Linked DNA regions of Mus musculus: region 2 is linked to region 1. The links are chromatin contacts, called in public promoter capture Hi-C maps. All regions are on one chromosome and are shown on one strand. The core of a region is the stretch at or near the end of the contact, and the rest is flanking DNA. Distances in the headings are between cores, read along the strand shown.

The links. Capture Hi-C pulls out chosen DNA fragments and counts their contacts.
Region 2: a contact with region 1 is called in a promoter capture Hi-C map of adipose tissue. The contact joins two enhancer-like sites.

The regions. Positions count from the first base shown.
Region 1 is chr2:135,489,186-135,495,848 of GRCm38.p6, reverse strand. No RefSeq gene overlaps it. Among named protein-coding and RNA genes, the nearest start is that of Gm31993, 49 kb to the left of the region's middle. Within about 2 kb of position 2,903, at least 7 of the 459 cell types and tissues checked have an H3K27ac peak or open chromatin away from gene starts, as enhancers often do. A contact at or near this core is called in adipose tissue, where this site is marked.
Region 2 is chr2:135,739,156-135,745,818 of GRCm38.p6, reverse strand. It overlaps Plcb4 (phospholipase C, beta 4), which reads right to left. Exons shown (of 39, transcript NM_001355153.1): 2 at 3,932-3,989. Among named protein-coding and RNA genes, the nearest start is that of Gm14210, 71 kb to the left of the region's middle. Within about 2 kb of position 2,353, at least 44 of the 459 cell types and tissues checked have an H3K27ac peak or open chromatin away from gene starts, as enhancers often do. A contact at or near this core is called in adipose tissue, where this site is marked.

The DNA of each region.
Region 1 (6,663 bases), core at 1,654-4,153:
AAATATTTTTTGTTCATTCATTTATTTATGAGCATCGAGGCTGACTCCATATCTTACCTATTATGAACAGTGCTATAATGAACATGGATATTCAAGTATCTCTGTGGTATACTGACCTAATTTCTAATGAGCATTATAACCATTGTTTTGAGGAATCACCATACTAATTTGTATAATAGCTGTTCTAATTCCCTTTCCCGTATATTTCTACCAGAATTAGTAGGTGTCCATTTTCTTGATGATAGGTGAGATAGTTATCTTCTTGTTCATTCACATAGCCAATCAAGCTTCAGCTATGCTTCCTCTGATAGAGGCCTTTGTTAATCTTATGAAGGCTGCACCCTTATAACCTAATTGCCTCCAGTATGAGTCAGAGTTTGTTAGAAGGACAGAGAGAATATATATGTATAATAGAAAATGACTTAATTTATTAGATTACATAATAGGGGGACCAGGTAGCTCAACAACAATTGACTGCCTGTACATTCTGGAGAGGTGGCCAGCTAACTGCCCAATCCAAGAAGCTGATTGCCTCAGGAATCCCAGTCTAGCACCAAGGGTGCTAAAGACTCCTGAAGAGTTAGTTACTGGTGAGAGTCCATGTTGAAGAGCCAAGGAAGCGAGCACCTGGTGTTAGCAGATAATGGTAGGGCCTCCTAAAGCATGTGTTCAGAAAGGAATCAGGCTCATGCATGCCCACACTGCCTTCCTCCAGTGTTCATATGCTTCCACGTCTCTGGAGGTTGCCATGCGTACTCAGTACAGCTCTTTCCCTGAAGTGACTGTCCCACTGTCACTGGGCTCAGGAAGTGTCCCCAAAGACACACAGGTGCATTGTACCTGTGCTAGACACCTCTTAATCCAGTTAAGTGAAAGACCAAGACCATCTATAATGCTTCCCAGAGACCCCATATCTGGATTTTTTCCAATGAGGAATAAGATGGATTCAGCGTATGGATTTAGAAGAGAAGAGACGAAACATTTAGTCCACAGCAGCCAAGGAGCCTTTATATGTTTTTACGGAACAGGACATAAATGATGTAGGGAATTTAAACCCTTTCTAATCCAACTCTCTGAATGGGCACAGGCTGAGCGAGACTCATGGCATCCAATTATTTCATCCTGATAATAATGTTGTAAAAAAGGGCTTAGTATTCACATTTCATTGAAAGTGGTTCCATAAACACAAAGTTGCTCATCTAAGCATTTAAAATGTAGTCAAATGATGGGACTGCAATATGAGCCCATGTCTATTCTCAGTTGTTTTCTTAACCACAGAACATTGATTTCACCAGTTGCCTGACTGGAGGAACTCTGGACCCAATGAGCGAGTTAATGATAGGAATAAGGACATCGCCTGGAAACACAGCCACAGCACACATTATCCTGACACAGACTCGAGCTTCCAGAGAGTGTTCTGTTTATTTGTCTGGATTCCAGATATTTTAAATACTTTTTTGAGAAACAGATGGGAAACAGTGGAATGAATCAGTTTGGTTAAATAAATGCAGTGGGTGAGAAGACAAACAAGCAGAGTTATCATCTTTTTGTATATATTTTTTATTGGATATTTTCTTCATTTACATTTTAAATGTTTTCCCCTTTCCAGGTCTCCCCTTCAGAAACCCCCCTATGCCATCCCCTCTCCCCCTGCCTCTATGAGGGTACTCTACTACCCACCCACAACTCCCATCTTCCCTCCCTGGCATTCCCCTACACTGGGGCATCAAACACCCTCAGACCCAAGGGCCTTTCCTCTCACTGATGTCCAACGAGGCCATCCTCTGCCACATATGCGGCCAGAGCCATGGGTCCTTCCATGTGTATTCTTTGGTTGGTGGTCCAGTACCTGGGAGCTTTTGGGGGTCTGGCCAGTTGAGACTGTTGCACCCTTCATGGGACTGCAGAGTTATCATTTTATGTAATAATAATAATAATATAATCTCTACCTTTGATATCCTAGTGAATCCAAGGAACTTGCATTTCTTTGTAATGTGATTGTATACCAAGACTGAGCATGAAGCAACTGATTGTCTTTCAGTTATACAGTTTACATGGAGCCAAAGAGGCTGTGCTATCTGTCTGCGTACTTCTGACTGATGCCCATTTCTCAAGCTTCTCATGTAGGAAATATAAATCTACTACAAAATATTGGGTAATATACACGTACTGGCTCCATGCCCATCCCCCTGACTCGGGCTTGGATTAAAAATAAGATTATTTTGTTCAGTCTTCCTTCCTTCCTTCCTTCCTTCCTTCCTTCCTTCCTTCCTTCCTTCCTTCCTTCCTTCTTTCCTTCTTCCTTCCTTCCCCCCCCCTCTCTCTTTCTTTCTTTCTTTCTTTCTTTCTTTCTTTCTTTCAGTATAATTAACCAGGAGTCTGACATATGAGAACACAATAGACACCTCTTCTCTTTGATGCCCTGTGGCATCACCTTAATGAAATACTGTGACAGGGGTTGGCATTTCTCTCCTTAGGAGGAAGCAGAGAGCAAACAAAGGAATATTCACAAAAAGAAGCCACTCAAAGGTCTCATCTATGTGCAGACATTTTACTTTAGGCTGCCGTTTGTTTAGGTGCCCGAGTTGTTTGACTATACATGTTAGCGTGTATCCCTGCATCCCTATGCAGAATAGTCTGCACAGAAATAGAGGCAAGGAGATGGAAAACCAACATGGCCCTGGCTCCTTGCTAAACTAATTACATGAACATCTTAACTGAGGCATTTTGAATGTCTTCAGGAAGGCCATCAGCCGTGTGCGGAGCAAAGGCTTATTTTTAAAGTTGTGACGCTGTTCCTGGAATGCTTTGTTACCAAATTAGAACGTTTGTCCTGAGAGTTCAAGTCTTCGGCATCTGCTGCCACCCATCACGTGCTTTGTTCAGGCCAAAAGCCACTTGTGGCGAAATCTCAAAGCTGGGCAGCTCCATGGGGAGCCAGCAAAGCCTGGGAGAGAGACCTTGTTATTCAGGGGTTTATTTAGACAGGGCTCCAGCTTTGAAAACCACACATTTTGGATATGGGAACTGGAAATCGTTTCGGTGCAATAGTCATCCCATTCTCCTTTCTGGTGAGGGTGCAGTGGGCCTGCTAGCCTTTTGATTCTGTGATTGACTATGGACTGCTAGCCAGTGATAGGTAAATGGAGGCTTTAACTCAACGTGGCCAGTTAGGCTAGGACTGAGTGATTGGATAAATGGAACAGCTGGTGGCCTTCTGCTGCTCCTCCATAAATTTCAGTCAAAAACATAAAGGGAGAAGAAGCAAAGTTCCCACTGAGCCCTACAGATATTAGTTGACCTCTAGATCTGTGACTGCAATATTAATGCTCATTGTGATGTTATTTGAATGTTTGTTACATAGCATAATCACAATGATTGCCTGACTAACATGCAAATGAATTGAACGAATTGTATTATTTTGTCTCACACTGTACAGGTATATAAACTAACACAATCATTTTAAACTACCTCTCACAAGACATAAAAAGTGACTTAATTAACATCAATCTGAAAAGAAAGGGTGGGTTGGGACACAGTAGATACCAGGCTTCTCCAAATGGAGCAACAGTAAGAACCTGGATGAGACAGCCAGGGGTGGTGGTGAGCTGTGTAAGTGAACTGACTTGTGCCCTTACGTCAGCCAACTCTGTGAAAATTCTCTAGGCCAAGATTACCTCAAAAAAAATTTTTTTTTGCACTTTGGTCAGTGTTGAAAGACTGCAGTTACCATTGCCCACTGTAAAAAGAGCTGTTGAGATTGGGTTTATACATTTCCGAGTATGTATACATTTAACAAAAATAACTGACAAAGAAGCCATGGGTTTGAGTGTGCATCAGGGGATGGGAAGACCAGGAGAGAGGAGGAAGAGAAACAATACTAATACAGTACTCATTTATAAAATTCCAAATTTAAAAATCAATCAGTCAATCAGTCAATCAATCAATCAATTAATCAAACAAACAAACAAACAAACAAAAACCCAAATGCTTGAAAGCATTTGAAGGAAAAGAAGCCGATAAACTACCGAGGAGAATGTGATGGTGTACAGTCATTACGGAGATTCCTTAAGAACCTAAAATAGGTCCACCACATGCTGCTCCTGAATCCCTTCCTGGTATATACTCAAAGTCAATGAAACCAAAGTACTAAGTCTGTATGTCCCTGCTTACTGTCCACAACACTGTCATAGGAGCTCAGATGCGAAATTCATCAGGATGCCCATTAGCGAATGCATAACAACATGGTATATCTATATAATGGAATACTGTGCAGTCATCGTAAATAATTTTTATTATTTAAGTGAAAATGGAAGCAGAGGACATTAAGTTAAATAAGCCAAACATAGGAAAACAAGTTCTGTGTGCTCTTTCTCATAGAGTGGAAAGTAACAGGAAAAGTCCTCTTGACTATATAATAATGCTTAGTAGAAGTTGAATGGACATATGTAAGAGAGGGGTACATGATGGGGCTTGGATTCAATTGTTATATACTATTTATAGAATGTAATACTAGACATATCTACATACTATTTATAGGTATGAAAATATCACATAGCCAATCATTTGTCAATAGAAAACAATACAAATTAATACAAAATGTAGTAATAAAGAACAATGTGTGTTTTTAAAAAGGAGCTGCTCTGACCAAAGCCAATGGTGGTACTAATCTGTCTATCTATCTATCTATCTATCTATCTATAAACATAACCATTTATGTGGCAATTTATGTGGTAATTAGACATCACATTTATTTAGCAGAACAATACCAGTACCTTCCTGACTAGGGCCTATGACCTCCCCAGTAACAGGGGAGGCCAGGTTTACAGTAGCATACATGGATTTTTCTCTTGTGTGGACTGGGCCTCTAATCCAATCAGAGAGTACCTGGTTACCCCAGTACAAACTTATCATTAATGCACCAGTGGGAACTTTGCCTGACCAGTCTGTAATGTTGCATGATGAGTATGACTTTGACCATTCTCCTGAGTAGCTTGCATCCCACACTCCAGCAAAGCTAAAAGCTAGCCAGCAGGAGGGAGTCTTCAATGTTGGTTTCCAGTGACCAAAGTACGAGATGTCTTCAACAACCTATGTGTGGTGGACAAGTACCTGTATTGTTTGGGAGTCTTCGGAGGCTTTCTGACTAATGCCAATGTGGTAGCCCATTATTAGTGCTGAGATTTAACAACCTATATTTTCTGAGGCATCCATGCAGGGCACTTCCACTTTTGTTAGCTTATCCACTATCAGGTTTTCCTCTGGCTTTGCATGCATCCCCATTTCCGTTGATTCTTTCTTCACTCTCATCTCCTTGTCCCTGCTCCTTCTTAAACCGTTCTCTTTCCCCAGTATTTCTGCTTCCATTTTCACACCAAATAAGTTGTATTATTTCACCTCTTCCTCGTTTTTTTCCCCTCTCATGGACTTTATTCTGGTTTCTAGGCTTTTACAAACACGCCCATCTAAATGCACATGAACGACAACATGCAGTGTTGCTCTTTCTGACCTAGGTTATCTTACAATATGATGCTTTTCAGTCCCAGTCATTTAAATGCAAATTTCATAATTTCCCTTTTTCCTTACAACTGAATAAAATTCCATTGTATGGACACGCTACATTTTGATCATCCATTTACACTGAGTTACGATTGTTGTTGTTGTTCTATTTGTTTCATTTTCTTCATGTCTTTCTAGAAATATATTTTCACTAGGAAGTGAATTTTATTCTCCTATTTAACAGGAAGATTCAGTGGTCTCCCTCCCCCACTTAATTATCATCAGTTCCGGTCTAGCCTTTGGCATTGCACTTGTGACCCAGTTAAGAGTCAGAGACTATGGCACTCGGGTGCTAGTTGGAGAAAGTAAGACTTCTAGATTAAGTAACCGTGTCAGTGCTGAAGTTCTGAGTCAGTGCTGAGATGGATGGGATAGAAGGCAGGATAGGAGTGGAGTGGGTGTGGTCAAAGGATAGCGAGGACGGCATGTGGCTGCAGGTGCGAGCATGTAGGAAGAGTATTTCACAGATAGAGAAGAGAGAAAGGGTTTCTGTTACTTTGGGAAAGCGAGGCCCAGTCATCAACTTCTATAGCATGGTGTGATAGCAACTAAAACACTGTGGTACAACAGTTAATGTACAAAGTTACAAGTGATTATATTTAAAAAGAATAGGAGAAACTAAACTACTAAAACTTTAGAAAAAAAAAACAATGAAAACAAGATAAAATAAAAAAATTAAAACGCACATAGCCAACATACGTGTACAACTAACTAACAAATGAGGAAACACACATAGGGTGGGGCTGGGCAGACCTGGAGACAGATATGCACAAAGTGGTAGTAACCTAAAATAGAAGGTATTGGTCCAGTTGTTTCTTTCTCAGTGGGATGCTAAGCCTTCCTTTGCATCAGTTCAGGCAGAGGGCGAAGAGTGGATTAAGCATCTGTGCCTCTCACTGAGGATTTGTGTAGGGTGGATAGATGGGAGTGAGGGGCAGGGCCTCCTGCAGCTGCACACTGAAATGGCTTGGGCAACAGTGAGCAGCTGTGATGGCTGAGGTGGGCAAGTCCCAGGGACTGTTTTTAGTATGAATACTGGTAAGGCAGAAACTCTCTTGTGGGATGGTTGTTTGTTCCTACTGCCTCTGCAAATTGAACTTAGGG
Region 2 (6,663 bases), core at 1,104-3,603, 250 kb before region 1:
TTATTCCCCAGCGTTACAGCCCAAGTCTAGGCTGAATAGTTTATCCAGCCTCTTCGCTAGATAGACCATGGATTTTATGTTCTCTTCCAAGATGGCTAATGGGCCCTTTGAAACAAAAACACCCCACAAGCACTCTGACATCACAAAACTTTATGCTCACAATTGCATATGATTAAATTATCTGCTCAAATGACCTCTACAATTTCAATATTCCCATGTGTCTTTGCTGACCTGACCACAGACTCACCATCCACCTCATCCCCTCACTCCCTGACTCCTGCCCCATGTGTGCTGTGCATCTGCAACTACCTTCGACCCCATCAAATGGTCCTGGAACTTCTGCTCTGAAACTCTCCAGAGCTTGGTCACATGAGCTGTGAACCTAAAATCATGGTCCCACCCCCACCCCCCACCCCCTCCTCTGACTCAGCATGTCAAAGTTCATCAGCTTTCCAGCGGGCTGGACCTTGGCAGCACTAAACCCTTCGTTCTCAGTAGCCACAAGGTGGCACCGTAAAAGCTGGTGAACAGAAACACCCACTACACTTTGACAGTCAAACTTCAATTTCCGATGTTTGAAATTAGCAGTAGGCTCCGAAATAACAACCCCAGCATAAAGTGTGGCCTCTACAACGTGGAGTTTCTTCTCCAAAGTCCCCATCTCTTAGTCAAACACAAACCTGACCTTGAACAGGATTCGTACGGCTAGCCTTGTTCACTCTTCACGCACTGGTTGAGATAGTGTTTTGCCAAAGCTCCTACCAGGACCCTCAGAGCACGATGTGAGAGCACCCGATAGAACTGACCTGGCATTGATGTTTTCCTACTACAAAGCCCTGACCATTTGGTGCCGCCTCCATACTGAGAGGGCTCCGTCCTATGCCACTCCCTGTAGCTGGCTCAGAGCCAAACGCTGAACACTCTGTGGAGAGTGGGGAAGTGAAAATGACAGGTAAGATGGGGACTGAATACAAAAATGACTGAAGTTTCTAAGTGTCCTCTCTCCATCCAAGGAAGACCTTTCACAACCATAGGAACAGATAAGTACTAACACTACACAACAACCAAAGGGGGCGTGGGAGGACCGATGATGGGAAGACACCTGAAACCTGCCTCAGCCAGCCAAAGTGACCACTGTGAATTTAGAAAGGATTGAAGAGCGATGTTATGAAAGGTTTTATTTTGTTCCATTTCTAATCGCGTGCGCGTGTGTGTGTGTGTCTAGGCAGGTTTACACATTTTCAATGCTGGCAGAGGTCAAAAAGGGCACGGTGTGTCTCTTGGAAGGAGAATGACAGACAGTTGTGACCCACTCGGAAGCACTGGGGTCCTCTACAAGAGCAGTGTATGCTCCTTACCACTGAGCCACTTTTCAGCGCTAAACCCACATTTTTTTTTAAATTAGGTCACTTATCAAAAACCGACATTCAAAAAAACAAAATCAGGATATGACCATATGGTTTCCTAATCAAAAACAAAAAACAAACAAACAAAAACTCCCTTTCCTTTCTGGAGAAAAAAATATTTTAAACCATTCGTCTCTCCCAGACTCCTGATAGGTCATGAAGGACACACAAAGAAAGACTTTCAGAGCCCAGTGACTTGGATTTTCTGCTTCATATCGCTGAAATCACCAGAGAAATACTTCTGCTTCCACCCTGGACACAAAATTCCATACTCCACTTACGAAGGAAGGAGGCAAAAATGAGTGCAAACACGTGGCGTGTAAGAGCTGAAAAGCCGGTGCTTGTGGGGAGAGCTGGAACTGGTGCTGTCTACTTGAAGACCCAACCGACCGTCCAACCGACAGCGTGCGCATGAGCCAGGAACTCGGGCTGTGCATACCTGCAGCCTTGTTCTCCAGAACACAATTTCATTTGATCTTTCCTTTGCAGCACTGCATGCCCAGTCACTGTATCTGAAAACAAGGGCTGCACAGGATTTTTACCACTTAGGGAGATCCTAAAGATCTCAGAACCGGTTCAACCCTTAAAATCCAAGGTTAAGAAAAGGCATTTCCAACCGCTGTTTCATTATTCTCTTATACCCATACCCACACCCTGCCCTATTGTGCACTTGCACATGTGTGTGTGTGTGTGTGTGAGAGAGTGTGTATGTGTGTGTGTGTGTGTGTGTGTGTGTGTGTGTGTGTGTGATATTTCCCCTTCCATCTGAAATACTTTTTAAAACTCCATGTAAAAGTATAAGCCCGCACAAGTGGCCACTAGTTATGTCAGGAATGAGACAGCAGGCATATTCTGTGACTGACACTCCCTTTTGTGACAGGCCTTCAGTGCTGTAACCCGGCTTCTCGGGGGAATTCTATCCTTTGGAAACATTCCAAAATTCATTTCTGCCCTCCCACAGCCTGATTTTCTGCATGCATTTTTTCAACAACCATCTCCATCCCCGGGGAAGCAAGAAAACTGATACCAAAACTAAACAAAGGCGGCCTTCTGAAGGCCTCTCACGCAAAGCTTTGCAAATAAAAGTGATTTCTTGACTTTGTTCTCTCTTTTCTCTCCACAAAGTTAAATCCCTCATGGTTGTTCATTATTTCGGTTTATAAACGTGTCTCCAGGTAGAAAGAGCAACATCCCCGCTACAGAAGGAGGCTGAGCCAGCTAAAGCCCAACATAGGAACCACAGCAACTAGAACTCCCACAATGCACTGCTGCACCCACCCCCAGTTTCTGGCCAACACTGTTCCTTAATTGGCCATGAATAGTTACGGTCAGCCCCAGTAATTTCTGCACCCTGGTTAGCATAATCTCCTAAGGCATCAGCTGCAAGCTTAAAGTCCAAATTTTGAAAGAGCATCCAATTAATAATCACCATAATAATAATGATAAAAGAGATGCCAAACTGCTGTGTGGATTCTAGCGTGCACAGGGGGAGCTGAGCTAACTGAACCAAGTTACTCTCCTATTGTCCACCTGGTCATTTCTAGCCCCATTTTTGTTTTGAATTTTTTTTCTTTAGAGACACTGTCATTATATATCTCATGCTGGCTCAGATCTAACACTCTGAGGTTTGTTTATTTGTTTGTTTGTTTTTATTTTGTTTTAAATCATAGTCTCTTCTAGCCCCAACTGGCCTCAAACCTGCAGTGCAGTTAAGGATGACCTTAAACTTCTAATAAACTTCTAATCCTCCTGCCTCCACAACCTGCGCTGGGATTTCAGGTATGCAACATCATACCGCTTTTCCTCTGACATTTCTTAAATGGTCTCCTCAGTAAGGAAACTTCCTGGGACTCCATAGAAGCAAAGGCTGTGATTTCAAACTTCAGATTCTATCCACTAACCAACAATGATTGAGCAAAGACAATATCTGACTATAAAGATATTTCCCGACAATTCATCTCAAGGGAGTCACAAGTCCAATCAAAAAGACATCGCTAAATGACTATGTAACATCTGGGAACAAATGTTTCCTGCACGCTTGGCCCACACTTCATGCCACTGTGATGATACGGACATGAACCTCCCTTGCTCTCATTGAATCTCATCCTGGAGTGACGGCAGACATAAGAAAATGGTCTGGATGGATACCAGAATATCCTAAAGGTAGGATTACAAATCTCAAGGACTGTAATATTAAAACAGGAAAGTGAAACAAGACCCCCACATGGCAAACATTTTAAGGAGGTTAGGTCATCAATCTAAAGATATTGTAAAGAAAGTGACTCAGTCGATGAAAGAATTCGCAAAGGCCCCGTAATGGGGCAGGAGTGACAGCATTTGGCAAGGGTAGCCAGTGGGGCATGAACAAGGTGGGTAGTATCAGACGAAGTCAAAGGCTACAAGGAAGGGACCGGGCCAGCCCACAAGACCCTTGTTGGGGCTCTGGCTTACATTCCGAAAGAGGCAGGAAGCCACTGCGGGTTCAGAGCAGAAGGACATTACTGGACATATCTTTAAAGACTCACCCAGGCTGCTGTGTCGAGAATCCTCCCAGGTAGTTGACAGCACGCACAAAGCAGGCTCCTATAGAATCCAGACAAAAGAGACCAGGGGTTAGAGCAGAAGAGAATGATGAAGACAATCTAAACTGCCTGCCTTTGGGTCACATGTTAGGTGTCAAATAGAATCATCCACTGATGAACTGGACTCGGCATCTGCAGACAGGCATTGGTTTCGTTTGTTTCGTTTTAGTTTTGTTTCTCTCCGCTAAATCCTGCCTTAGTTTCTGTCTTGGCCATCACCCAGGAGTTTCTGTGTTTAGGGCTTGGGCCTCGGCTTGGTACTAACAGAAATAGTGGCATCAAGTCTGAGGAGGCTATGGGGCTGAGGATGGGCCACCAAAGGGAATATGTGACATTGCTGGTTCCTCTATTTCCCAGATGCTCCAGGAGAACAGCTTCTCGCCAAACACTCCTGGTCTTGCTTTATGACTAACCGAAACAAGGTGACTAAGTGACCATGGGACTAAACTTAAGGACACTCTGACCCCAGTCAAAACTCTCCTTCTTCTCAGTTGTAGTGCTGGGGATTTGTCTAGTGATGGGAAGCCGACTAATGAAAGGCTCAATAAAGCACCAGATTTGTGTTCCCTGGGCCGTAAGCCCCGTGGTTTATGATTATACACTGCTTTATGCCTCCTCCCTCTATCTCTCAACAAGCCCACAGTCAGCCTGGGCACTGGTGACCATAGGCACAGTTCTCTGTCTTCCCACTGAGAATCCAAACATTTTCATATTCCCGTTTTCAGTCTCTCCATTTCCTCTTGCCTCTGTCCCATTCCCTCCTTCTTCTAATGCTAGCCCCTGGCCCTGTGGCAGAGCACAGCCATATCCCAAGTGGTATTGATAGCCCTGGCCTCATCTCCTCAGAACTACTTTACCAAAAACTGCAGAGAAAATGATGACCCAAATCCCATATTTTATGATATGATGCTAATACTCAGTCCCTCTGTCCTGTCTCCAAAGGAGCTTTCTATAGCCGCCAACCTGTAGCTTCCTTTCCTCCCCCATATTCCTTCATGGACATTGGAAATGGGCATTCTGTCACTTTAAGTCTCCTAAATGATACTCTCCCAGCCTAGAGAGTCCTCTCCTCGCTCTCTTGCACAACTTTTCTTAAATGCATTTATCCATGCACTCTGCACTTATCCATGCACGCATGCTGGCCTCTACAAAACACTCCATTCAGGTCCTATGCCACATGTCCCTTCTGCACTGCTGAGCAGGTATTCGCTTTAACAACACATGCCAACTGGTTTTCACTTTACATGCTCCACAGATACAACAGAGCATTCCATACAATGTTAGGTCTTAGGCAGTGACACTGTCCAGAAAGGACAGTCTTGCCTTTGCTCAGGCTGGACGATAGAAGGATTTTTGGTAGTTAGAAAAAAAGCCAGCACTCCTCAGGAACTTATGAATTGGGTTCCCATCTACCAAAAGCAGTGATTTCCCTTGCCTCAGGCAGAAGGGACATATGGCTCTCCATTGACATACACCTGTGGTTGTATATCAACCTCCACACCTGCCTTCAAAGCCCCCAAGCTAACAGCCTGGGCCTTCTCACCTCCCCCTGTACCCTAAACTCCCAGGCCTCCCCAGCTCAGGGCTTCCATCCCCTCTGCACATCCTCCTTATAACCTCCTATTCTCACTTTTCTCTCTTGCTCTTCTCCCTGTCCCTCCTTCGCTTGCAGATAGCTTTGGACGTGTCCAGTCTGTTTTTTTTTTCTCTCTGCTCTGGACTCTTGCAGACATGTCTGGTTGTTCTCTCTCGCTCTTATCAATAATAAAAACCTCCCTGCAATCATGGAGTGGCCATTTTTGGTGGTTTCTCTGTTGCATCTCTTACACACAAAGCACAGTTAATAAATTATTTATTTTAATGACAATAAGGAGTAAGTTATCTCTTTTATCTAAGTTACCTGAAAATCCCTAAGAATTTATACATCGTCTTTAAGATGGAATCGCAGTCACCTGTCCCTGCATCTTTCTGTGTCCCTCACCCCCACCATTTTGATTCATCCACTAATGTTCTTTTTAGACGAACAGCACTCTACAGAAGAACAAAACTCACATCTAGGCTTATCTCCTAAGAGTGGACTCCCAGGCATGTGACATCTGAAATCATAACCAAACCAATATTTTTAGCTTATACTCAAACAAGTCAATGGCTTCATGGGACAATCGCCGGAAATGGAATGAGACATCCTGGGTTGCTTACCATCATAGCTCCATCATCACTGTGAACTCAGGGATTAGACCTGGGGCCACAGGATGATGAAAGCAAAAAGGGAAATGAAGACCTTTAGTCCAATAACTTACATGCCAAGCAGGGATCTCTGCTACATGTCGTAACAGATGCTTTCTCCATCCCTTTGTATTATGTTCCTTGGGGCAAGGTGTCACTGACCACCTCCAATGGCAAAAGCCACCCAAGAAACTAAGTATTTATGTTCCCTAAAAGGGAGGGCTCCTAAGTTGTCAAGGTAGGAAGTAGACCTCTATTAATTCTTTGTTTTTCAAGGCACCTGCCTGCTATTTTTAATTGATATAGATAATAAACACTTGTGCCTAACCCAGAAGAGGGCCATCCTGTTCTGTTGTTCTCTAGAATCTGGGGCAGAAGACAAGAAGACTCTACAGCTCCTCTCAGGAAGTGAGATTTGCACTAAGAGTAAAGACATCAGTTAGAAGTTG